Linked DNA regions of Mus musculus: all the other regions are linked to region 6. The links are chromatin contacts, called in public HiChIP or PLAC-seq, Micro-C and promoter capture Hi-C maps. All regions are on one chromosome and are shown on one strand. The core of a region is the stretch at or near the end of the contact, and the rest is flanking DNA. Distances in the headings are between cores, read along the strand shown. Region 1 holds the start of Psmb8 (proteasome (prosome, macropain) subunit, beta type 8 (large multifunctional peptidase 7)). Region 2 holds the start of Zbtb22 (zinc finger and BTB domain containing 22). Region 3 holds the start of AA388235 (expressed sequence AA388235). Region 4 holds the start of Psors1c2 (psoriasis susceptibility 1 candidate 2 (human)). Region 5 holds the start of Vars2 (valyl-tRNA synthetase 2, mitochondrial). Region 6 holds the start of Ehmt2 (euchromatic histone lysine N-methyltransferase 2). Region 7 holds the start of Pou5f1 (POU domain, class 5, transcription factor 1).

Evidence for each region. Promoter capture Hi-C pulls out the DNA fragments that hold promoters and counts their contacts. A called contact is a pair of places that touch in the nucleus more often than the background predicts. HiChIP or PLAC-seq counts read pairs in DNA pulled down with a chosen protein or histone mark.
Region 1: a promoter capture Hi-C map of stem cell-derived epiblast-like cells shows a contact between it and region 6, with 6 times the contacts expected there. The contact joins the promoter of Psmb8 here to the promoter of Ehmt2 in region 6. A contact is called at or near these places in 3 of 39 promoter capture datasets (hippocampal neurons, neural stem cells and stem cell-derived epiblast-like cells), 1 of 115 datasets of contacts at active chromatin or transcription factors (memory CD8 T cells) and 2 of 9 other capture datasets (liver and pancreatic islet).
Region 2: a contact with region 6 is called in a promoter capture Hi-C map of liver, with 4 times the contacts expected there. The contact joins the promoter of Zbtb22 here to the promoter of Ehmt2 in region 6. A contact is called at or near these places in 3 of 39 promoter capture datasets (embryonic stem cells, liver and pre-B cells), 2 of 484 Hi-C or Micro-C datasets (B cells and embryonic stem cells), 6 of 115 datasets of contacts at active chromatin or transcription factors (astrocytes, bone marrow-derived macrophages, double positive thymocytes and 2 more) and 1 of 9 other capture datasets (liver).
Region 3: a contact with region 6 is called in a FOXA1 HiChIP or PLAC-seq map of pancreatic cancer cells. The contact joins the promoter of AA388235 here to the promoter of Ehmt2 in region 6. A contact is called at or near these places in 4 of 39 promoter capture datasets (cranial neural crest, erythroid cells, hippocampal neurons and 1 more), 2 of 115 datasets of contacts at active chromatin or transcription factors (bone marrow-derived macrophages and pancreatic cancer cells) and 2 of 9 other capture datasets (liver and pancreatic islet).
Region 4: a contact with region 6 is called in a promoter capture Hi-C map of liver, with 2.1 times the contacts expected there. The contact joins the promoter of Psors1c2 here to the promoter of Ehmt2 in region 6. A contact is called at or near these places in 2 of 39 promoter capture datasets (erythroid cells and liver) and 1 of 9 other capture datasets (adipose tissue).
Region 5: a FOXA1 HiChIP or PLAC-seq map of pancreatic cancer cells shows a contact between it and region 6. The contact joins the promoter of Vars2 here to the promoter of Ehmt2 in region 6. A contact is called at or near these places in 1 of 115 datasets of contacts at active chromatin or transcription factors (pancreatic cancer cells) and 1 of 9 other capture datasets (liver).
Region 7: a contact with region 6 is called in a Micro-C map of embryonic stem cells. The contact joins the promoter of Pou5f1 here to the promoter of Ehmt2 in region 6. A contact is called at or near these places in 1 of 39 promoter capture datasets (liver), 2 of 484 Hi-C or Micro-C datasets (both in embryonic stem cells) and 2 of 9 other capture datasets (adipose tissue and liver).

Annotation. Positions count from the first base shown.
Region 1 is chr17:34,196,636-34,199,695 of GRCm38.p6, reverse strand. It overlaps Psmb8 (proteasome (prosome, macropain) subunit, beta type 8 (large multifunctional peptidase 7)), which reads right to left and starts at 1,501. Exons shown (of 6, transcript NM_010724.2): 1 at 1,151-1,501; 2 at 316-463; 3 at 14-125. The coding sequence starts at 1,297. Tap1 (transporter 1, ATP-binding cassette, sub-family B (MDR/TAP)) reads right to left here. Exons shown (of 11, transcript NM_013683.2): 11 at 2,471-3,060. The coding sequence ends at 2,922.
Region 2 is chr17:33,914,912-33,918,119 of GRCm38.p6, reverse strand. It overlaps Zbtb22 (zinc finger and BTB domain containing 22), which reads right to left and starts at 1,944. Exons shown (of 2, transcript NM_020625.3): 1 at 1,847-1,944; 2 at 1-1,303. The coding sequence starts at 1,237. Daxx (Fas death domain-associated protein) reads right to left here. Exons shown (of 8, transcript NM_007829.4): 8 at 2,530-2,777. The coding sequence ends at 2,718.
Region 3 is chr17:33,980,239-33,983,170 of GRCm38.p6, reverse strand. AA388235 (expressed sequence AA388235) reads right to left here and starts at 1,679. Exons shown (of 1, transcript NR_033305.1): 1 at 1-1,679.
Region 4 is chr17:35,531,785-35,534,765 of GRCm38.p6, reverse strand. Psors1c2 (psoriasis susceptibility 1 candidate 2 (human)) reads right to left here and starts at 1,565. Exons shown (of 2, transcript NM_020576.2): 1 at 1,472-1,565; 2 at 119-867. The coding sequence starts at 1,526. The coding sequence ends at 515.
Region 5 is chr17:35,666,112-35,669,203 of GRCm38.p6, reverse strand. Vars2 (valyl-tRNA synthetase 2, mitochondrial) reads left to right here and starts at 1,612. Exons shown (of 29, transcript NM_175137.4): 1 at 1,612-2,131; 2 at 2,279-2,360; 3 at 2,449-2,549; 4 at 2,952-3,073. The coding sequence starts at 1,931. Gtf2h4 (general transcription factor II H, polypeptide 4) reads left to right here. Exons shown (of 14, transcript NM_010364.4): 12 at 547-594; 13 at 698-776; 14 at 1,202-1,476. The coding sequence ends at 1,374.
Region 6 is chr17:34,897,661-34,900,444 of GRCm38.p6, reverse strand. It overlaps Ehmt2 (euchromatic histone lysine N-methyltransferase 2), which reads right to left and starts at 1,475. Exons shown (of 27, transcript NM_145830.3): 1 at 1,192-1,475; 2 at 879-1,085; 3 at 529-785. The coding sequence starts at 1,471.
Region 7 is chr17:35,504,647-35,507,540 of GRCm38.p6, reverse strand. It overlaps Pou5f1 (POU domain, class 5, transcription factor 1), which reads right to left and starts at 1,509. Exons shown (of 5, transcript NM_013633.3): 1 at 1,058-1,509. The coding sequence starts at 1,441. It overlaps Gm32362 (a long non-coding RNA gene), which reads left to right and starts at 1,804. Exons shown (of 3, transcript XR_385564.3): 1 at 1,804-2,115. RefSeq lists promoters at 1,463-1,732, 1,490-2,894, 1,439-2,894 and enhancers at 2,400-2,642, 1,724-2,732, 2,727-2,894.

The DNA.
Region 1 (3,060 bases), core at 252-2,751, 700 kb after region 6:
AAAACCGGCCTACCTGCACTCCTTGGCCAACAGCCTCTCCCAGTACTGGCAGTCGGCTGCACAACCAGACATGGTGCCAAGCAGGTAAGGGTTAATCTCGATCACTTTGTTCATCCTTAAGGAGCCTGGAAGAGTTTTGAGATCAAAGAAATGAGCCCACAGCTCCCCACCCACCCCTCACCCCCCATCCCACCCCCACCCTCAGTGTGCTATAATGCCAGCTCTGTCTGAACTTCGGCCCAGGCCTTCTGCTCTACTGAGGGAACAGCTCCACGAGTCGGACCATTGGAGCACACATGGAGCACACATACTCACTAATGTAACTCCCTGCAGTGGCCCTGGAGTCCACAGCCACGATGACGCCATGCTGGAACTTGAAGGCGAGTGTGGTTGTGCCGTGGGCCATCTCAATTTGAACATTCCTTTCCTGGTCACCACCAAAGGACCTCAGGAATGCGGTGGGCTAAGAGATGCAAGAGGCAGAGGGGCACCTCAGTGCTAGGAGGCTCCTGGCAGGGTGGCAGAGTGAGGAGGGGTCTGCAGACTCTAGATGTCAGTAGCTCCGAAGAAAGAAAAGCAGGATTTAAGCCCACCAGCTTTCTGCTTTCCAGCACGTGGGAACAAAGGTCATGGTAGGCGACTTCAAGGTGTTTCCTAATCCGTGGCTCCTTTGGTTCTCGAAAGCACATTTTAATAACTTGCTCTCATTTTACAGTAGAGGGGCTTGAGACCTAGGCCATCTAATGTGTCGTAGGACACACAGGGTGGGTTGCTGAGACCAAGTAAGGCCACCAAAGTTCATAGGTCTTCCAAGACAACTGTACAGCCCCTGTAGTAGTTAGCAGTGAGTCTGTGGAAGGCATGGTGGTCTGTGCACTGTGTCTTGGGATTGGCACCAACCATCTTCTCAGTCTCGCTGTCTCAACTCCGTGCGTGACTCTCTCTCCTTCTGTCCCTCCCCCACCCCTTTCTCCCGCCTTCCCATGCCTTAATCTCCACGTTGGTTCTTCAGGGCTAGCCTCGATGCTGCTCTCCTGGACGGCCCCTCCTGGCGTCCTCACCTCCTCAGACCCAGGCAGACACTCCTTCCTCTGTGCCACCCACCACCACCCACCTCCTGCATCTCTCCAGAACGCCCTACAGTCCTCACCTGCATTCCCCGGGGAAGTGCGAGCTCCGGAGCTTGCGCGGAGAAACTGTAGTGTCCCGGGTCCGAGCGACCCCCGCTTCCCGCATCCAGGGCAGCCCACTCGGGCCGCTGCCCCCGAGCGGCACCGCACAGATCCAGTAACGCCATGACCACTTGGCCCCGAAGATCCGTCGACTCTGCGACAAGGAAGTGAAAGCGAAAGCCACAGTACCAAGGGGAGGGAACCAGTCCCCCACCCCCATCCCCTGCCCTTTCCGAGTAGAGCCCAGTTAATGGGTGTCTGAACTAAAACAATGTGTTGGGGACGAGTTTTCCTGCTGCCACATCAGTGAAACCAGCTAGAGAATGGGCTGTGGGGTGGAAGAAGAGGTGCGCCTTCGGAGGCCGCCTAGCAGTGGGGTGCGTGAAGACCCACAGGCGGGGGACGGGGGGGGGCATCTTCTGGGAACAGCGGAGGACTGAATAGGGTCCTATCTCCTAAAGAGGTTGTCTAGAACGTTGGAACCTGAGAGGAGTATTGAGCAGATCCACCTAGGCGTGCGTCCTGGGGATGGGGGCAGCACTCAAATAAATGAGCATCATTTTATAGAAACTGGAAAATGCGATAAATGGATGCACAGGGGTCTTTAGGTCCTGGGACAACCAGGAAAAAACGGAGAAAGACGAACCAAGGAGAGGACTCAGTCGGGCCTTTTCATGTGTCCCTCCTAGGGCCCCTCTTGGTTCAACAGTCTCACTACCCTGAGCCACCCACGAGGACGCGCCCTTGCCCGGGGCTGCTCACGTCGCGCAAGTCAGGGCTGCGCGCTCCTTCCTTGAATCCTCAACCCCACCTCTTCTTTGCAACCTTTATGGACATTATCTGCCCAGGAACTGCTGACGTCACACACCGGGCCCTCCCTGAATGGAAGAGATTTACTGGCTAATCCTATCCATTTCATTGAGATTATCCCGGCGTGTGCCGCTGAGGAGAAGATGAAAGAATCTGAACGGGCGGGCGAGGTTATCCAGTCTGATTTTCTGGGGTCCCCACCCGCGGCGCTACCGCGCTTCCTCCAGCCTCAGCGAGGAAGAGAAGGACTCCAAGATGCAGTTGCTGCTGCCTTGGGGTGCGGAGAGGGAGGGGCTGCCGCCCGGTCCAGCTCAGCACTAGGAGTCCGTGGGTGAGCAGTAAAGAGAAATGAGAGCCCCAGGAAATAAAAGCTGATGGACCCAGAAGTAAAACAGAATTCTGAAGAAGAACGGGACACTGTCCTGGGGGGGGGGGGGGGGCTGACTAACTCAGCTAGGACTTTGCGGGAGCTAAGAAACGGGAGAAGCCACAGTACAAAACACCAGTTTTATTACAAATATCAAACACCCATAGAACACCCAAATGCCAGCCTATGCCTTTGGTTAATTGCAAGCTGCTTGTCCTTTCTCTCTGTACACTTTGGGCGTTTCTTCTCATTCTATCACAACGCCACATAAACCAGGTTTGTGTGTGCATGCTGTGATACAAGCTCAGCACCGGGAGGGTGGAGACCGGAGATTTAGCAGCTCAGTGTTGGTGTGAGGTACCTGAAACCCCGTCTAATAGGGAGCGGGTCGGGGAAACACATTCGTGGTAAATTCCGGGTATCTCCTAGAGTTTACATTTTCTCATGTAACAAGCACCTCCGCTCCTCAACTGTCTCCGTGGGTGTGGTAATATCTTTGCTCCCAGGTTCTCTGTCACACAGAGTAGAGGACAGGAGGGGGACAGCACGCAGTGTGCAGTCCAGAGGCCTTGTCAGTCTGCAGGAGCCGCAAGAGCCTCTACCATGGCCCGGTAGCACCCTCCTCTCTTCATGAGCTGCAGGTGGGTGCCCTGCTCGCCGACAGAGCCTTCTCTGAGAAAGAGGATGTGGTGGGCCTGCTCTGCCAGGCTG
Region 2 (3,208 bases), core at 695-3,194, 980 kb after region 6:
GGTGGGTGAGGGCATAGGAGGAAGGGGTGGGTCCTCCGGGGTCATCAAGCCCTGCCCCAGCGCCCCCACCCTCATAGGGGCCAAAGTCATTGGAGGATTCACAGAAGTTGACCTGCTCTTCCCCCTTGTCTGCAGGCTCGGTCAAGGTCCGAACATCACTGATACTGAGGGTAGCCTCGGGCTCTCCCCCTGCAGGAACCCCAGAGCCGCCTCCCATTTCTTCATCCTCATCATCCTCACAAGTCAACACCAGATCTTCCTCCTCTTCCTCATCTTCTAGATCGGGGTCTTGGTGGACCAGGGAGGCTGGTGCAGGGCAATTTCTAGCTTGCTTCACATACACCCAGTGTTTCTGTGGCACTGCACTGGCAGGCATGCAGTTAGACCTCCGGAGCCCAGCCCCGGGGGCCACGGCCCCTCTCCCATCCCCACCGTCATCGCATAGCTCATCGGCCTCCAGCAGCAACTTCCCGGAGGTGGTACCCGCACTGCCAACCACAGGGGCTGGGAACACCGGGCCACCATCCCGACGGTTCCCACTACCTGCTGCTGAGGCCACAAATGCATCCTGGGAGGTAGAGGAGAAATCAGTCGACTCCCGGGGGCTGAAGTAGTTGCTACTGCTGGGAGACTGATTCTCACTGGCCCTGCTGGAGGTATGGGAACGGACAGAGCCTACGGTGGCAGGGGCGACAGTGCCCCCATTCCCTGATGGGACACTGGCACAAGGGACAGAGACAGAGGGGGCTGCAGCAGTAGTGACAGTGGTTGTAGTGGCTGCGGATCGACCCTCCCGAAGGAGTTCAGTGCACTTATCCACAATGTGCCACATCTGGAGGACCGACCCCACTGTGAGGAAGTTGACAATGTCCGCAGCAGCCATGCTGAGGCGGCCCGTGTAAGCTGAGGCCAGGACAGTCTCAAAAGCGCCTGGGTCCATGACGCTTGGCAGGGAAATGGAAGTCATGCCTTTCAGTAGGACCTGGTCGTGGAAGTAAGGAGAGGAGGCAGCCAAGACGGCCCTGTGAGCGCGGAACTCCCGTCCCTGCACGCGGATGGACACATCACAGAGCTGACCCTGGAGCCGCTGCTGGTTGAGGGATTCCAGGAGGGCACTGGTCACCTCAGGGAAGGACACGTGTACCACTGCAGCTGCCGGCAGAGGCAGTGGCGGTGGAGCCAGTGACAGAGGCAGTGGGAGTGTGGCCCCACTGGGTGACAGAGCAGACGGCTCCATGCTGTGGAAGGAGATACCCCCCCAGCCACAGGAACAAAGGAAAGAAGAGGGCGGCCGGGGGGGTCTCTAGGGAAAAAAAAAAAAAAAGAATAACAGCATTTTGAAAGCATCACTGATTTTAAGCCATCACAGTATTTAAAAAAAAAAAACAGGTACCCCTGTCAACCCCATGGTACAGACGGGGCAACTGAGGCTCACTATTAAGTAAAACATCCAATCAAACACCACCAAACCGCAGCGCTAGCAAAGAAAGTATTCCAAGTTTAGTACTCTCGCTCCTGGGTCAGGAAATAGGGGGCTCTCAGGGAAGGGGCGTCTATCCTAGTCTACGGCTTCACTCTCAAAAGAACGCCCCCTCCTTGGTGTTGCGTACCGATTTTCTTGGGGTGAAGGGGTGTTCTCCACAGTTCTCAAGCTCCTCCCCCTAGAGCCCCCAGTTGATCCCGACCCCGCCCCTTCAGGACCCTCCAGGGCTCCGCCCCCTGGATCCCCGACCCCGCCTCGTGTTTGCCCCCGCCCCCGAACCCCGCCCCCCAGTCCTCCCCAATCGCGCCCTCGGACTGTTCCCCAGCCTGAGGGGGGCCCCCAGCCCCGCGCGCCCCCGCTTACCTGGCCGCGCGCCCCCGGGCCCCCCCCCTCACTCCGCGACCAGAGCCGCAGCCCCAGCCCCTCCCGCCGCCATCTTGTGCCGACTCCCTCCGCCTTCCGCCTCCACTCCGCCTCCCGGACCTGCGACCTTAAAGGCGCAGGCCAGCACCCCTCCTGTGCCGCTGGGCAAAAGTCGACCGACAGCGACACTTTTCCTTTAAAGAACCGGCGCTTCATTCCGCCTTAAAGGTACCAGGTCCCGTCTGCGGCTGAGGACTCAGGAATTGGTTTGGCCGAAACCTTCGTTCCCCTTTAATCCGACAAGCCTACCTTGTCTCATTGACCAGTGCTGGCTTCCGCTTCCCAGGCTCCACCCCGAGCTCTGGACGTTAGCTTGCTCGCGGGATCTAACAGCCCTTTTCCCAGCATATGAGAACCCCCCAAGCCCCGCCCCCCTCCTCCAGGCCTGGATTGGCCAAATCACCTTGAGTCAGCCCCTGATTGGCCTTTTCACTCAGACCGCTCAAAACGAGAGAGGAAAGCTGCTTAAGAAGGCTTCCGAAGCACTTATCTTTAAAAGTGCCTAGGGGAAGAAGGCTCAAGGAAGGGTTAAGGATGAGGACGCCCTAAAAAGAGAGCCAGGATAGAAAAGGCAGATCCAGGTGACAGCTGTCACAAGAGAAAAGGCAAAGTAAAGGAAAGAATACAATAAAAAGAAATTCATTGTTTATTAATGTGTCTGTGTAAAACTTAAAACATTTTGATTTTTTTTTTTTGTCAAAAGAAACACCATCAAAACGGGAGGAGCTCTGTCCATCTTTTACTCCATCATCTTCCAACAGCCATACAAAAAACCTTCTGGATGCAGGGAGCACGGGGAGCATGGGGCCTGCTAATCAGAGTCTGAAAGCACGATGATCTCCTCCGGGTCGCACTGTGTGGCCACACTGGTCTGCAGACAAGTCAGAGGAGAAAGAAGGGTGAGCCAGGCATGGCGGCTCACGCCTTTAGTCCGAACACTCAAGAGGCAGAGGCGGGCTGATATCCGAGTTTGGGGCCAGCCTGATCTACTACATACAGAGTTCTGGGACAGTCAGGGCTACATAGAAAGACCTTGTCTCAGAAACAAAACAAAGCAGGATGGAAGGCTGGAAGATGGCTCAGCCACTAAGCACGCAGCTGCTTTGCAGAAGACCCGAGTGTTGTATCCAGTCTCACATGGCGGCTCTCTGCCTTCTCCGTGACTCCAGATCTATAGGATCAGACGCCCTCTTCTGGCCTCCATGAGCACCAGACACAAATGTAGCACATAGGTATGCATGCCAACAAAACACCTATTTACATAAAATAAGTCTTTTTTGTTTTGTTTTACATGGTCTCACT
Region 3 (2,932 bases), core at 430-2,929, 920 kb after region 6:
CTCTCCTTTTGCTCACAATCCAGAAGAGGTAGTGGAAGAGAAAAGTTATTTAGATATGGGGGAAGTGGACCTGTTTAACAATAGCTTTTGGGGGGCAAGCTCAATTTTCTTTGTCAGCAGTTCAGTCCCATGGCAAACACCAAATACGAATCAACAGCTTCAGTCCAGACTTCTTGGCCAGCAGACCCCATACAGGAACCAGCAGGTACAGTCCAGTCCTCTCAGTAGGGAAACACCATGCCTGAATCAGCAACTGTAGAAACCAGAAGAGCAAGCAGACACAGAGCAAGCCTTTCCTTCTTCCAGGTCTTCATGTAGGCTTCCAGCAGAAGTCATGGCCCAGAGCAAAAAGTGGGAGGGGCTCCTGCTCAAATATTCTGGTTTACACCTGTGTCTTCCTACCTCAAAGAAAAGGATCAGAAATTGATTTTCACACTTCAAATTAAGCAAAAACACCTCACAGATGCTGCCCTCCATTTTGAGGTTTTAGTTAACCCCACATGTAGCTGACATCAAAGAATCATCACCATGGTCCCTGTCCGAGTTCTGGAACTGCTCTCTGGGGCTTTGCAGCTCCTTTTAGCACCCATGGCTCTGCCTCCTGCCTCCCCTCTTACAGGGAGTTTTCTTCCCACGGCTGGAAAAGCACGTAAAGTTCTTCTGGATGTAGTTTGATGAGAGCAGGGCGGCCTGAGACCTGAGAGCCCTGGAGAAGTGCAGATAGGAAGGAGGCCCTGGGGCAGCTCAGCAGCCTGGATCCCCTTTACCCTCAGCTCTGTGGGTTCAGACGCTGTCCTCTTTGTTTCTTCCACCAGGCGGCGCTGTTGCCCAAGAATGCGATGCTTCTCTTTCATCTTCAACAGGTGAGACTCTGGAGGGTCTGCAGTGGGAGGGAAGATGGGAAAGGGGACACCTTTCTCTGCAGGAATGCTCTGGATGTTGGGATGTCATGGGCTGTTACAAATTAGCATTCAAACGTCTGAGTCGAATTTATCTTGTTCATAGGGAATCAAAAACTCACATCAGCTCAAGTGCAAAGATGAGCACACACTGTGTCTTCTTCCTGGGATGAGGCTGTGACCCACTGGGCATGGTAGGTTCATAAAATGAAATATCATCTGTATTTTTAATTTTATGCTTTTTGACAAATTGTCATTTCAATACACTCTATTTCAACCATCTTTTCCTGTCCTGTTACAGAGCGCTCTTCATTGGCTGGTGGGACAGTGATGTCCAAACATTCCTGTGCCCTCCACTCCTGTCCTCACACTCTGGATGTGTAGGAGAAAGAGAAGGAGTATTTTTCAAATCATATTTTTAAAATTTTATTGTCATGAGATGTAATCATTTTTGTATGTGAATATGTATGTGCACTAGCACTAGCATTCGATCCCTGGGAACTGAAGTTGCAGATGGTTGACAGCCACCATGTGCTGATGGAACTCACCCTGGATCCTCTGCAACAGGAACTGTTACAAACGCGTTCTCTCACACCCGGCCAGGAAGAACACAACAACCAGAATCTTCTGCGGCAAAGCTTTATTGCTTACATCTTTATGGGGCCAGAGCGCCAGAGCGCGCGGGAGAGCGAGGGCGCGCCAGAGCGCCGAGTCCTATTGTTACATCTTTAGGCAGCGAGAGAGCGCAAGGCGCGCAGAGCCAGAGAGATGCCAGCGAGAGAGAGATGGCGGAAACCCCCTCCCTCTTTAAGGAGAACTATATTTTTGCTAGGATGCATCACTCCCTGATTGGCTGCAGCCCATGGCCGAGTTGTAGTCACGGGGAAGGCAGAGTACATGGGGGGAGGAGTACCCTGGCACATGCGCAGATTATTTGTTTACCACTTAGAACACAGGATGTCAGCGCCACCTTGTGACAGCGAATGTGGGGCGGCTCCCAACAAGGAACACGTGCTCTCAGCTCTGAGCCATCTCTCCAGCCACCACTGGAATGTTCACATCAAAACCACACAGCTGATCCACAGCCTGCTGCTGAGCACATGAGAGAAACTAGAGGCCCAGGAAGAGACAGTGTCAGTGCATAGCTCAGGAGGGAGGGGAGCTGGGCACTGATGGGGAGAGGCCTGAGGACAGAGACAGAGAGGGGCTGAGCAGGAGGGGACAGAGGCAAAGGGGGAGACCTAACTCCGCAGAGTCCCCTGTTGGAGGGTATCTCTGTCAGATTGCACTGGACACATCTGCAGAACCCTGCTGGTCTCTTCCATTTCATAGTGAACGCTATGCTGGTTTGAATGAGAACAGCCACACGGGCTCATAGGAATGAATCCTTCATATCCAGCAGATGGAACTCTTGAGAAAGATTGGAGGTGTGGCTTGGTTGGAGAAGTGTCACTGGGCTGGGCATTGAGGTTTTAAACATTTCCAGGCTCCAGGCACCTGCGTTTGGCTGTGCCTGTGGTCTGGCTGGACTTTAATGGCGTAGGTTGCGGAAAGCTGGACCAGGGACCATTATAGAGCAGGTGAACGTGCAGACCGCCATTGCGCATGAGCAGGAGCTGCTCAAGATGACTGACAGGCGTTTCAGGAAGTGCATCAGGAAGCCTGGGGCTCCTTGGACAACTCTGAGCAGGAATGCATCACCATATGCATGGACCGTTACAAGGACGCCTTGAACACTGTGTCCTACGCCTACAACTCTCGACTGCCACTGGAACAAGCCAACGTGTGATCGACACCTGTGCTTTCTGACAGTGCTCTCAGAAGACAGCAAGGACCAGTGTGAGTGCAGGGACATGGCTGACCCACTGAGCTGTGACCTCATGAGAGAGCAAGCCAATGAAGCACTGATGGGAGGGTGGGGAGGAGCGACTCCCACTGTTCCCAGTGTCTCTCCTTTGGTATGCAGATAGATGTGTGAGCTTACACTGTTCTTGTACCATGTCTTTCCTCTGCCGTCATGGATTCACATTCTC
Region 4 (2,981 bases), core at 316-2,815, 630 kb before region 6:
CCTGCACAAGTGCAAGACAAAAAACACACACCATTTCTAGATCTCTGCAAGCTAAGAGCTGAGAGGAACGCGACTGAATATTTAAAAACCTAAGCAACGGTAAAAAAAGCAGACTAGATTCAGAAGAAAACGTGGCTTTTATTTTTCCATTGGAAGCACCATCCTGATCGACTGTCAGTTCCCAGCTAAGAAAACCAGGGGGCAGCAGAGAGCACAGAGCTCAGGCTCTGCCTAGAAGTCCAGGTCTAGACAAGCAAGAACAGGCTGAGTGAGGTAGGAGTGTGCTTTCTGCTGATCAAGAGAAGCGAAGGGACAACATAATGACTGAACAGGGACCACAAAGTGGAGGGAGGGGGGGTTGCAGAGCATAGACACTTCCAACATAGAACACAATTCAAACAGAGACTGAGGAAGGGAACTAAGGGATTAGGGAAAATTGAGATTCTAAGCGGGCAGCCAATGAAAAAGGTGGGCTTTGGTGTGCTCTGTGGAGGCTCACGTTCCCTAGGGTCCCCTATCTATACTCTTCCTGGGGTGGGTCAAGGTCTGGCTCCTCCTGAGATTCATGGTCCATCTCAGGGGCAGGAGGCCAGGGGTTTTCTGGGGGCTGGGTTCCTGCTGGCCAGGGGTCATCAGGCAGAGGAGGTTTAGGGGGATCAGTGCTTGGGGGCTTTGGGGGCCAGGCACCACTGTCAGGAAGATCTCTCCAGGGACGGTTGGAGCCTGGAGGCGGAGGTTCATCAAACAAAGGAGGCGCCCCAGGCCAGGGATCACCAGGGATTGGGGGTCCCAGAGGCAATGGTGGGGAGTCCTCCTCTTCGTGGGTGTCTGTAGATCCGGGAGAAGGGTCGCCATTGCCTGAAATGCCTGTAGAGGAGGAAGGAGAATAAGAGATACAGTCGCAGAACACTTCCCACCCAGCTTCATACCCAAAGGTTGAGCCTCACTTAGACTAGCACAGCCTGAGCCCCAAAACAGATCTCAGAGTGACCCCCAAAGTGCTCTCCATACATTTCCCAAACACTGAGGCCATCTTCACACGGTGTGAAAGCCCTAGGCTCATCCGGACCACTGACACGATCATACTTCCAAATGGTTCTCTGTTCAACCTTGGTTGGGATACTCCACTGGAACCTCCCCCAGGGTGGTCTGCACTGGAAGTGGTCTTGGCCCCACCTGTCACTCAGGCGCCATCTCTGTAATAACCAGCCCTCAGTCCCAGTGACTCCCTAGGCCTGGTGACTCCACACAACTCTATCGCATCCCTCCACCTGACCCAGCAACATATTCAGAATCAAGGTGCCCCTGCCTGCAATCCCCTGAGCTTCCCCACTAAGGACACTCCAAGAATCCCTTCTGCTCTGCGTTCCTCTTACTCCTTTCCTCCTGGGGGCGTCCCCTCCCTAAGGGTGGGTCATTTCGACCATCTCCATCACCCCAGCTGTGCTCCTGGCCTATTCTGACGACTCACCTCCTGCACACAGGCAAAGGACCAGCAGGCCTAGCAGCTTCCAGGTGAGCATCATGGCTGTCTACTGGCCCCCAAGGCGGGGTGCTCCGAGTCTAGGTGCTTGAGAACCTAAGAGGCTTTATAGCAGAGGAGGTAGAGGGGGTGGCCAGTCTGTGGGGAGGGGCCAGCTCAGCACCCTAAGGAATCCCTACCAGAGCCTAACTGGTCAAACCCGTTTACAAAGAACCTGCCAGTAAGCATCCCTCTTTTCTGTCCCCCAGTCCCGGGGGCCGGGGGCAGCCGGGTCTATCAGTGACCCAGACCCCAGGAGGCTCCACCCTTGTTTTCACACCTCCTCCATCCACACCCGGCAGGAATCAGGACCCACCTGTCATCTTTATAATCACAAGGAAGGCTACCTTTCATCCGTGATAGTTATTGGAAGCCACAAAATGGGGGCAAACCTCGCGTGGGGAAGCTTGGTAATTAGAGGCAGAGGCGGGACGCCTGGGTCAGAAAGCACCCTCTAGACTGGCATCTCAGCCTCGGAGCTCCGTCCCCCCACTCCCCTCTGGACCATGCTCTCTGGCATGTCACCTCAGTCAGTCACTGGGAACTTCCCAGGCAGTGACATCTAAGGAATTCCAGGGGGAGCCACCTGGGTGACGCGGGAAGCCAGGATATCCTGGTTCCTGACCCCATGCAGAGGTGACTGCATCAACACCAAAGACTCAGGAAGAGCTCCCCTCCCCCACCCCTGCCCTTGTAACCCTAGAAATCTTCCTTCTTCAGGATGGCCCTGAGCATCAGGGTCCTTAAGACACACCCACCACCACCACCACCACCACCAAGAGAGATTGCTTCAGAAGGCTTGAGAGTGTCTGGACTACAGCTCCAATCCCCACACATCTGTCCCCACCTGGTCGGTTTGGGATTCTACTTATGGCTGATCAGGGAAACTTGGTTTCCACTTGATAGCCCTGGCCCCAGAGCATCCATCTTGATCCTGGACCATCTCCCTCAGGCTCCCAAGGTTTTAACCCATTGTTACTCTTCCTCCCTCCTCTCACACACAGATTTTTTTTCTTCTTTCCTTTCTTTCTGGTCTACAGAGTGAGGTCCAGGACAGCCAGGGCTACACAGAGAAACCCTGTCTTAAAAACCAAAAAAAAAAAAAAAAAAAAAAAAAGAAAAGAAAAGAAAAAGAAAATGTGAGTGTTTTACATACAAGTGATGCACAGGGAGGTCAGAAGGCATTGAATCCACCAGAACTGGAGTTATAAACAGTTGTTCGACTCCATGTGGTTGTTAAGATTTTAATCTAGATCCTCCGGAAGAGCAGCCAGTGCTTAGGACCACTTAGCCATCTCTCCAGTCCATCCCAAAGCCCTTCTGGAACTGTGCCCTGCCCCTGCCAGGAACCCCCTGCCGTCCATCACAGTCTGGAACTGTGCCCTGCCCCTGCCAGGAACCCCCTGCCGTCCATCACAGTCTGGAACTGTGCCCTGCCCCTGCCAGGAACCCCCTGCCG
Region 5 (3,092 bases), core at 363-2,862, 770 kb before region 6:
GGGGTAACCTGGAAGGTCATGGAGTGAGACGGTCTAGCTCTGAATCTGTCTCACTCCACAGTTCACGGCTGCCTTGTCTTTGCGAGCCTTACTCTGCTCCCAGTAAACAGCAGTCCAGGGGTGCTGGAAGACTAGATGTTAAGATGCTTAGCTTAGAGCCTGCTGAGATATGGTTGCTACTGCCATCTTAAAGAAAGAAAAACAAGGCAAGACTATGGAGAGAACAGATGCATCATAGAGGGACTCGCAGGAGGTGCACCTGAAAGTAACAGTAGAACAGGCCTGGGTCTTGTCAGGCTTGTGGCTAGGAGAACAGAGATGCTGTTTCAGTGACATTAGCTCAGATGACTTTCTACATTCTTCTTTTTTAAAGTTTTATTATACATAAGTACGCACCAGAAGAGAGCGTCAGATCTCATTACAGTGGTTGTGAACCACCATGTGGTTGCTGGGATTTGAACTCGGGATCTTCTGAAGAGCTGTCAGTGCTCTTACCCACTGAGCCATCTCGCCAGCCCGATTTTCTACATTCTTGTGTTTTCCTAGATAATCCATTTCCTAAGGACAAGGGCACATCCAGTGATGCTCAAACAGGTATGACTGGGTACCAAGACTCAGGGGGGCTGGCAGCCTGGGCACCTAGCCGCGAGAGGATGGATGAGAAGCCAGGTCCTATAGCCTCACCCTTGTCCTGCAGAATCCTGTGCTGCCCCCCACCATAACAGACCAGATTCGGCTGTGGGAGCTGGAAAGGGACAGACTCCGGTTCACTGAAGGTGAGTGGCTTCCGCTGACCTAATCTCAATCATTGGCTAAAGAGGTAAGGCCAGCAATTTCACGCAAAAGTTTTGTGCATTTCGTATTTGTTTCTCAAAAGGGAAGGAGAGGAAGACTGATCTTTTATTTTGGTATATTAGTAGCAGGAAATATGTCCCAAATCAGTGCAGTTTGAATTAAGCTAGGTGAGGGGATAAGAGGCAGGGTAATTCAGTCTTCTCTTTAGGTGGGTTTGCGTGGCTTTTCTTGTGGATTCTGCTGTCTTTTCGAGTGTCTGGATGCCACAGGTGTTAAAGTTGAACAGTCGACTATCCGTAGAGAATTAGTCCTAAGAACTGTGGCCTGCAGCCCCTGCCTGCATGCTGCTTGGAGGGGCAGAGACCACTGCAGCCCCTCACCTCCTGCCTGTCCCACCCGACCCCAGGCGTCCTGTATAACCAGTTCCTGTCGCAAGTGGACTTTGAACTGCTGCTGGCCCACGCGCGGGAGCTGGGCGTGCTTGTGTTCGAGAACTCGGCCAAGCGGCTGATGGTGGTGACGCCGGCAGGGCACAGCGACGTCAAGCGCTTCTGGAAGCGGCAGAAGCACAGCTCCTGAGCCGGCCAGGTCCAGCCCCGGGCGGGCAGCTTTCCAACTCAGATGTATTTTGTTTACACACCGGGATATTTCTTGTTTAATAAAATTATGGAAAAAAATCTACGCGGCTTCAGACGTCTGCCGGCGTTTCCCTACCCAACGCAGTGATACCCGCTTCTAGCCAGAAAGCCGGAGGAGCGAGAGTCTTTTACGCATGCGCCTGCGTGTCCCCGCCCACGCATGCGCGCGCACCTCGCCATGCACCTATCGGCTCTGAGTTCGCCGGGACGTTCGAGTTAGAGGCGCATGGCCGAGGTTGCGGGGGTGGGGGTGGTCCCAGGCTTCCGAACCCCAACCTTCGTGTCCGCGTCAGTGCCCGGTGACGGGCAGAGCTCCCGCCTTCTCTGGACGCCCTGGTTTCAGTGATTCCAGAGTGCTGTCCACACCGTGCGCTCCGCCCCTAGGCGGAAGGACGTAGAGTGAGAGAGGGTCCTGCGGATGGGAGTGAAGGGTTGCGACCTCCTGCATCCCATGGCCTCGTAGTGAGCAGACCTCCATCCCTTCCCAAACACTCCCGATGCCTCATTTGCCTCTGGCCTCTTTCCGGCCACCGCTCTGGGGGCTGAGGCCCTCATGGGGTCTTTCCAGGCCCCAGGCACTTTGTACACAGCCGGAGCCCCACGGCTCCCCTGTCTCTCGGAGGAACCGTGAAGCCAAACAGAAGCGCCTGCGCGAGAAACAGGCGGCCCTGGAGGCTGGGCTAGCTGAGAAGAGCAAGGTCAGGGGTCAGTCCTTGGGTCTCCCAAGACTTGGGAAGGGGCTGAAAGAGACTGGCGCAGGGATCCAGATGACTGTGGTGTATTGGGGATTGCAGCCTCCACCCCCACTCCGCAACACACACACACACCCTGTTTCCTCCCTGCAGATACCTGCAGTGCCCACTAAGGCCTGGAGTCACAAGGAGGTAGTATTGTATGAAATCCCCACCGGGCCAGGTGAAAAGAAAGGTAAAGTGTAGGGTGTGTTTTGCGATGTTGTTGCTCTTTGGTCTGCTAACATGCAGTTCAGTAGTGGATCTCTGTTCTGCTTCCACAGATGTTTCTGGGCCCCTGCCTCCTGCTTACAGTCCCCAGTATGTTGAAGCGGCCTGGTACCAGTGGTGGGTGCGAGAGGGCTTCTTCAAACCAGAGTATCAGGTCAGTGCGCGGCAGAGGGCTTCTATGAGGTCCTTAAGACAGAGTGAGTGGCCCTTGAACTTGGTGGGCACAGGCTAACTTCACAGTTGATGTTTATTTCTTTCGGCCCCTGGTTTTCTTTTTGCCTCCCCCGTGTTGGATTTCAATAATAATAATAATAATAATAATAATAATAATAAATTTGAGACACTGTTTCTCCACGTAGTCCTGGCCGTCCTGGAACTCTGTAGACGAGGCTGGCCTCAAACTCAGAGATCTGCCTTCCTCTGCCTTTTCACACGTGTGCCACTACACCTGGCCTTCTTGAAGTTCTTTTTGCCCCAAGGCACCAGAGGGTGCTGTTCCCCTAGGCAACAGCAACAACTAGTTCTCCCTCGCCTCTGACTTCCTCATTCCTTCCAGGCAAGGCTGCCCCAAGCTACAGGGGAGACCTTTTCCATGTGTATCCCACCTCCCAATGTCACCGGCTCCCTGCACATTGGCCATGCACTCACAGTGGCGATCCAGGACGCACTTGTGCGCTGGTGAGAGGCGGTGGGGCCA
Region 6 (2,784 bases), core at 226-2,725:
CTGTCATTATGTGGCCTTCCCAGGGAAGAGTTCCCAGTAAAAACTTTATCTGGTTTGAGACTGGTCTCAAAGTAGGGATTTGAAAAACAAACAAACAAACAAACAAACAAACGAACAAACCAACCTCCCTAAGCATTTGTTCAGAGGCAAAAAACAAAACAAAAAAAACACAAACTTGGGAAGGCTGATCCTGCCCAGTCATTTGTGTAATTAGGACAATAACTATATAATTAATTCTACATCTGTCAGTCTCCTCTGCTGACCACCCCTCCCCAAAGAACACAAACTCCAGGAAGCCGACAATTACTCTGCTCACAGAGGCCCAGCCCAACAGCTGACACTTGGTAGCCTATTGGTAAATTCGAAAAAAAAAATCTGAATACAAGAGGTCTAAGGCTAAATCCCGGAAGAAGGAAAAAAAAAAAAAAAAAAACCCAAAAGAACAAACCACCAACAAAAACAAAACAAAACAAAAAATCCGACCCAGAGACTCCCCAAGTCTCTCCACCCCAACTTCCACACTCTCACCTGTCCGTTGCTAGGTTTGGACATGGTTTTCCGGGCTCGGTGCACTTTGGGCTGCCCCTCCTGGGCGGCAGTTGTTGCCGGAGAGGGTTCAGGCCCAGCAGTTGCAGCTCCCTGGGCCCCGGGCATGCTCAACAGCCTCATGGCCAAACTCTGGACCGAGGGGGGCGACTTTCCTGCCCCTGTCATTGACATTTTGGCCCGACTGGGACAGGCACCCCCCTTGCTGGGGGAAGAGGGGAACGACTTTGTGGCATGGCCTAGAAAAGAGGCAGGCAGAAAGGGGGTGCAGGGTGAGCAGGCATGCAGAAAGCCCCTCTGCGCCCCGTCTCCCTCACTCCCCAGTCTCTCACCCAGCACGATGCGACCCCCATCTCCCTCCAGGCTCTCGGGTTCGTCCCCGATGAGTGATGCGGCCCCGACAGGGGTGTCAGCCCCCTCATCGCCGACGGTGACAGTGACAGAGGCCGGAGAGGAGGGGCCGGCAGGCTCCAAGGAGTCGGGGTTGGCCTTGGGAAGGGTCTCCTCACTCTGAGGGGTGTCCCCCAAAGAGCTATGAACTGTCGGGAGGGGAAAAGAAAAAGTTCAGGGCTGAAAGCTCCCGGGATCCCGTGTTGGGGGTGGGGAGGGTGGAGGTCCGGTCGGGCCTGCTCCTGCTGCACTCACCTCTCTCGGCGGCTCCTCGGGGCTCCTTCTCCAGCAGCAGCGCCCCCATCTCAGCGGGGGCCTCCCCCTGGGAGGGGAGACAAGGAACCGGGGGGCCGGTCAGCCCGGCAGGCAGCTGGGGGGCCCAAGACGCCTGGGCCCTGGGCAGCGAGAGCAGGCTTCGGGGCCTACCTCGCCCTCGGTGGGCGCCCCCCCGACCGCGGCCGCGGCCGCCCGTGGGGGCCGCACGCCCCCGCCCCCGGGCCCGCATCAGCCCCCTCCCTCTCGGCAGACCCCGCATCTCTGGGGCCGGGAGCAGAGGAGGGGGAGGGGGCGGGGCCTCCGCGCCCCGGCCCCGCCCCCTCCTCCCGGCTGCACGCGCCGCTCCCCCTTTGTCCCCCAGGCCGCGGGGACCCCGGCCACCAACCCCTGCAACGCCCGCTGCGCCCCAGCCCGGCGGACGGCCCCTCGCGCCCCTCGCGCGGGCTCCCGGGGTCGCGGTGCCCACCGCCCACGCAGGGGCAGCGGGCGGCGGCACGTGCGACTCGGCGCCCACTCCCCCCACCTCCCACCCCCTGGTCCCCTCATCCGCCCCCGGTGTTGGCCCCCTGGTTTGCTGTAAGTTCGGCTCGGGCCCCCCGGCCCCGTTGCACCCCCGGAGCATTGCACGAGCGCGCGCTTCCCCCGGGCGCGCGCGCGGGCATGCACCCGCCTCTCCCCCTCCCCTTCCGCACCTCGGCGGCCGCCGCCGCAGCAGCTCCCGCCGCCGCCGCCATCGCCGCTTGCGCGGGGGGCCGAGCCGGCGCGCGGCCGCCCCGGGTCACGTGGACAAGGAGGGAGGGCGAGAAGACGCCTTAAAGGAGCCGCTGCGGGCCTCTTGGCCATTTTTGCCCCCCAGAATGGCCCTGGAGGTCCAGAACTGGGGCCTGTAGGGGAGAGGGCGTTCGCTCCTAGCCTGGGCTCCGCCGGGAGCAAGGGTGAGGCTCGACTGGGCTGTGGCTTCCCTGTCCCCGCCCGGTTTTGGGAACACGTGTAGCCTGAGCCTTTGCAGCTGCCGCGTGTGCCTTTCCCGTTCTGAGCCGCCAGATAGAAGGCTGGGACTATATCAGTTTTGAACTTTAGTGCACAAGAAGGGGCGACAGAGACTCACGGAAGACACCTTTACTTCTGGGTCAGTGTGCTTTTGGAAATCTGGGGGAAGTGTCTTCGGTTGCACTAGATATGTCAACTGAATGCAGCGGAGACCTCAATCTATTGACAGTAACTATTTCTGCCCAAATACTTCTCCATGGAGGGGGGGGGTCATGGTCCAGCAGACAGCTTAAGTATGATGGTAGACACAGCAAGTATACAACCCTGAACACTATCGAGGGCACCATCCCCCTCCAGGCATTAAGTCCTAGCCAAAGCTTGAAAATGCCTGTATGGTTGCTCACACAATATTGGACAGACAGGTACTTATGTTACTGGGCCCAAGGCCAATTCGGCATCTTATGGGAACTGTAGTCCTCTTTGGATTAAAAACTTTTCAGAGCTTTCTGGGAATTGTAGTCTTCTAGGTAATCAACTATAAGTTTAGCTGGTATTTCAACTTTCCTTAAAACTTGAGCAAAA
Region 7 (2,894 bases), core at 260-2,759, 610 kb before region 6:
CGGCTTCAGACAGACTTTCATCTCCAACTGCTCCTCAAAAGACCAAAACTTGTAATCGCCCTCAGCAGTGTCTTTGGCTTTTCTAAATCCTATTTTGAGGATTTGGGATTAGCTTAACTAAGGTTCAAATCTCTTGCTTCATTAAGGGCCATTTAAGATGTGAGATAAACTATTAATGCCTTCCTAGGGGACTCCCGGCGGCATACAGGACCTGAGATAACACAGAAACTGGCACTTAGGGAGGGGACTCCTGCTACAACAATCGCTAAGCTGTCGGAACTCCCGGCGGGCATCGGTATCCACTCGCACCTTGTTCTTAAGGCTAATTGCTTACACTTGCTCCAGAGTGCTGGCTGTAGGCCATCAGACACTAAGCAAGGCCCGTGCACTCACAGAATGATCTTAAGATGGCCTGGAGATAAAACTCCCCTACCCAAGGGTGTCCCTTTCTTGTTTACAAGGAAAGGTAGAAAGGCTGAAATCGATCAGATCTGCACCTCAGGCACTACAAGGGTCTGCTCGTGTAAAGGTGACTCATGGAGTCTGAGGCTAAAGTAGACAGGCCGTAAACTTGACTGAAGGTGAGCCCTACTCCACACATGGCCCAAACAAGAGCTCCTATCAGCAGCCAGTCACACCCAACCTCTTCAGTAACAATAACTCCAGGATAAGCACCATTTTTTACCCCCCCAGCCATGCCTAACCTTAAGGCCAAGTTCCTGGGTCCGACTGTGATCCAAGTCCCCAGAGGGGCTGATATGTTTTTTTTTTTGGGGGGGGGCTGATTTTCACGCATCACTGGTGTACAGACAGTGATGGCATGAAGCAAGTGTCGGGACACAGGCCAGGCCTAGGTGACCTACATGACAAGGGCCAGGCCGAAACAATCCAGGCCGGTTTCTGATTCTTGCAATTCTGGGTTCTAGTCCACACTGCGTCGTGCTTCTCAGGAGGCCCGGCAGCCATCACCACCTTTGGCAGGCAGGGTGGCTACCCTACATGTTCCCAATTCCCTTCACTGCTGCCTCTGCCAGCCCAGCCAAGTCCCTTCACTTACCTCCTCGGGAGTTGGTTCCACCTTCTCCAACTTCACGGCATTGGGGCGGTCGGCACAGGGCTCAGAGGAGGTTCCCTCTGAGTTGCTTTCCACTCGTGCTCCTGCCTGGCCCTCAGGCTGCAAAGTCTCCACGCCAACTTGGGGGACTAGGCCCAGTCCAACCTGAGGTCCACAGTATGCCATCCCTCCGCAGAACTCGTATGCGGGCGGACATGGGGAGATCCCCAATACCTCTGAGCCTGGTCCGATTCCAGGCCCACCTGGAGGCCCTTGGAAGCTTAGCCAGGTTCGAGGATCCACCCAGCCCGGCTCCAGCCCTGCTGACCCATCACCCCCACCTGGTGGGGGTGAGAAGGCGAAGTCTGAAGCCAGGTGTCCAGCCATGGGGAAGGTGGGCACCCCGAGCCGGGGGCCTGGTGGAAAGACGGCTCACCTAGGGACGGTTTCACCTCTCCCTCCCCAATCCCACCCTCTAGCCTTGACCTCTGGCCCCGCCCCCTGGGTGGGTGGAGGAGCAGAGCTGTGGGGGTGGGAGAAACTGAGGCGAGCGCTATCTGCCTGTGTCTTCCAGACGGAGGTTGGGGACGTCTGGACAGGACAACCCTTAGGACGGGACCCCAGGAGGCCTTCATTTTCAACCTTCAAGGTCCTCTCACCCCTGCCTTGGGTCACCGGACACCTCACAAACCAGTTGCTCGGATGCCCCATCGCACCACAAAGCCTGTTGGCACTGCACCCTCTCGGCCTGTCCTTACAGCCCACTCAGCCATCCTCTGGAGAGCCTAAAACATCCATTGAATGTTCGTGTGCCAATTATTTCTGGGGCCACTCCTCAGTTCTTGCTTACCCACCCGTCTAGAGTCCTAGATATGGGTGAACCCAGTATTTCAGCCCATGTCCAAGGCCAGGACAAGACAGCCATTGCACCTCCAGTCCTCCAGAGTTTAGAGGCTCTACACCATGGGACCCCGAGCCCCAACCAGATATGTCCCCAGAGACCCCAGAGAAGTGCTGGCTCTGCGTTTTCAGAGCACAGTATTCCATCTTGTGTTGTCCAGGTTGGTAGATTAGACACTAACCACCCCCCAACCCCCATAAGACCTGCACCCAGGCTCCATCCCCTCACAGTTAAGGCCGGGGCCTCTTTCCTCAAGATTCTCAGTTCTCCCTCCCCCCACCTCCTCATCCCAGGCTTCCAGCCTAGTTCCTGGGTGGAGAAACCCAACGGGTGGGAGGTGGGTAGAGAGAAGAAATATCTGACTTCAGGTTCAAAGGGGCCTGGGAGGGACTGGGGGAAGGGGGCAGGACAATGGCCTTGGCTGGACAATCCTGGTCCCCAGAGGGGGCAGCTCTAACCCTAAACAAGTACTCAACCCTTGAATGGGCCAGGATGGCTCCCCTGGGGACAACTTCCTGCTCCCCAACCCCCTCCTGAGCCCCAATCCCCTCACACAAGACTTCCCCAGCTCTCCACCTCTCCTCAAAGACAGAGCCTCAGATGGAGATACCCTGCTTCCCTTCCTCCAGGGACTCCGGTGTTCATCCTCGTCACCCACCCCTCCCCCATTCCTGTGCTGGCGGAAAGACACTAAGGAGACGGGATTAGGAGGAGGGGGTGCAGAGAGCCTACCCTGAACTTCCCTAGAGTGGTTTTCTGGGCCCAGTCTGAGGATCCCATTACTGGCCTGGTGCTTAGTTATCTTTGCAAGAGAATAGCCCTCAGAGTGCCTGTCTGCAAGGGATGGTGTTTGTCTGTCTGCTCCTACACCATGCTCTGAACGAAGGCCCCAGGGTGAATCACACAGCCTCAAAAAGCCCAGAGCACCCCACAGTGTAC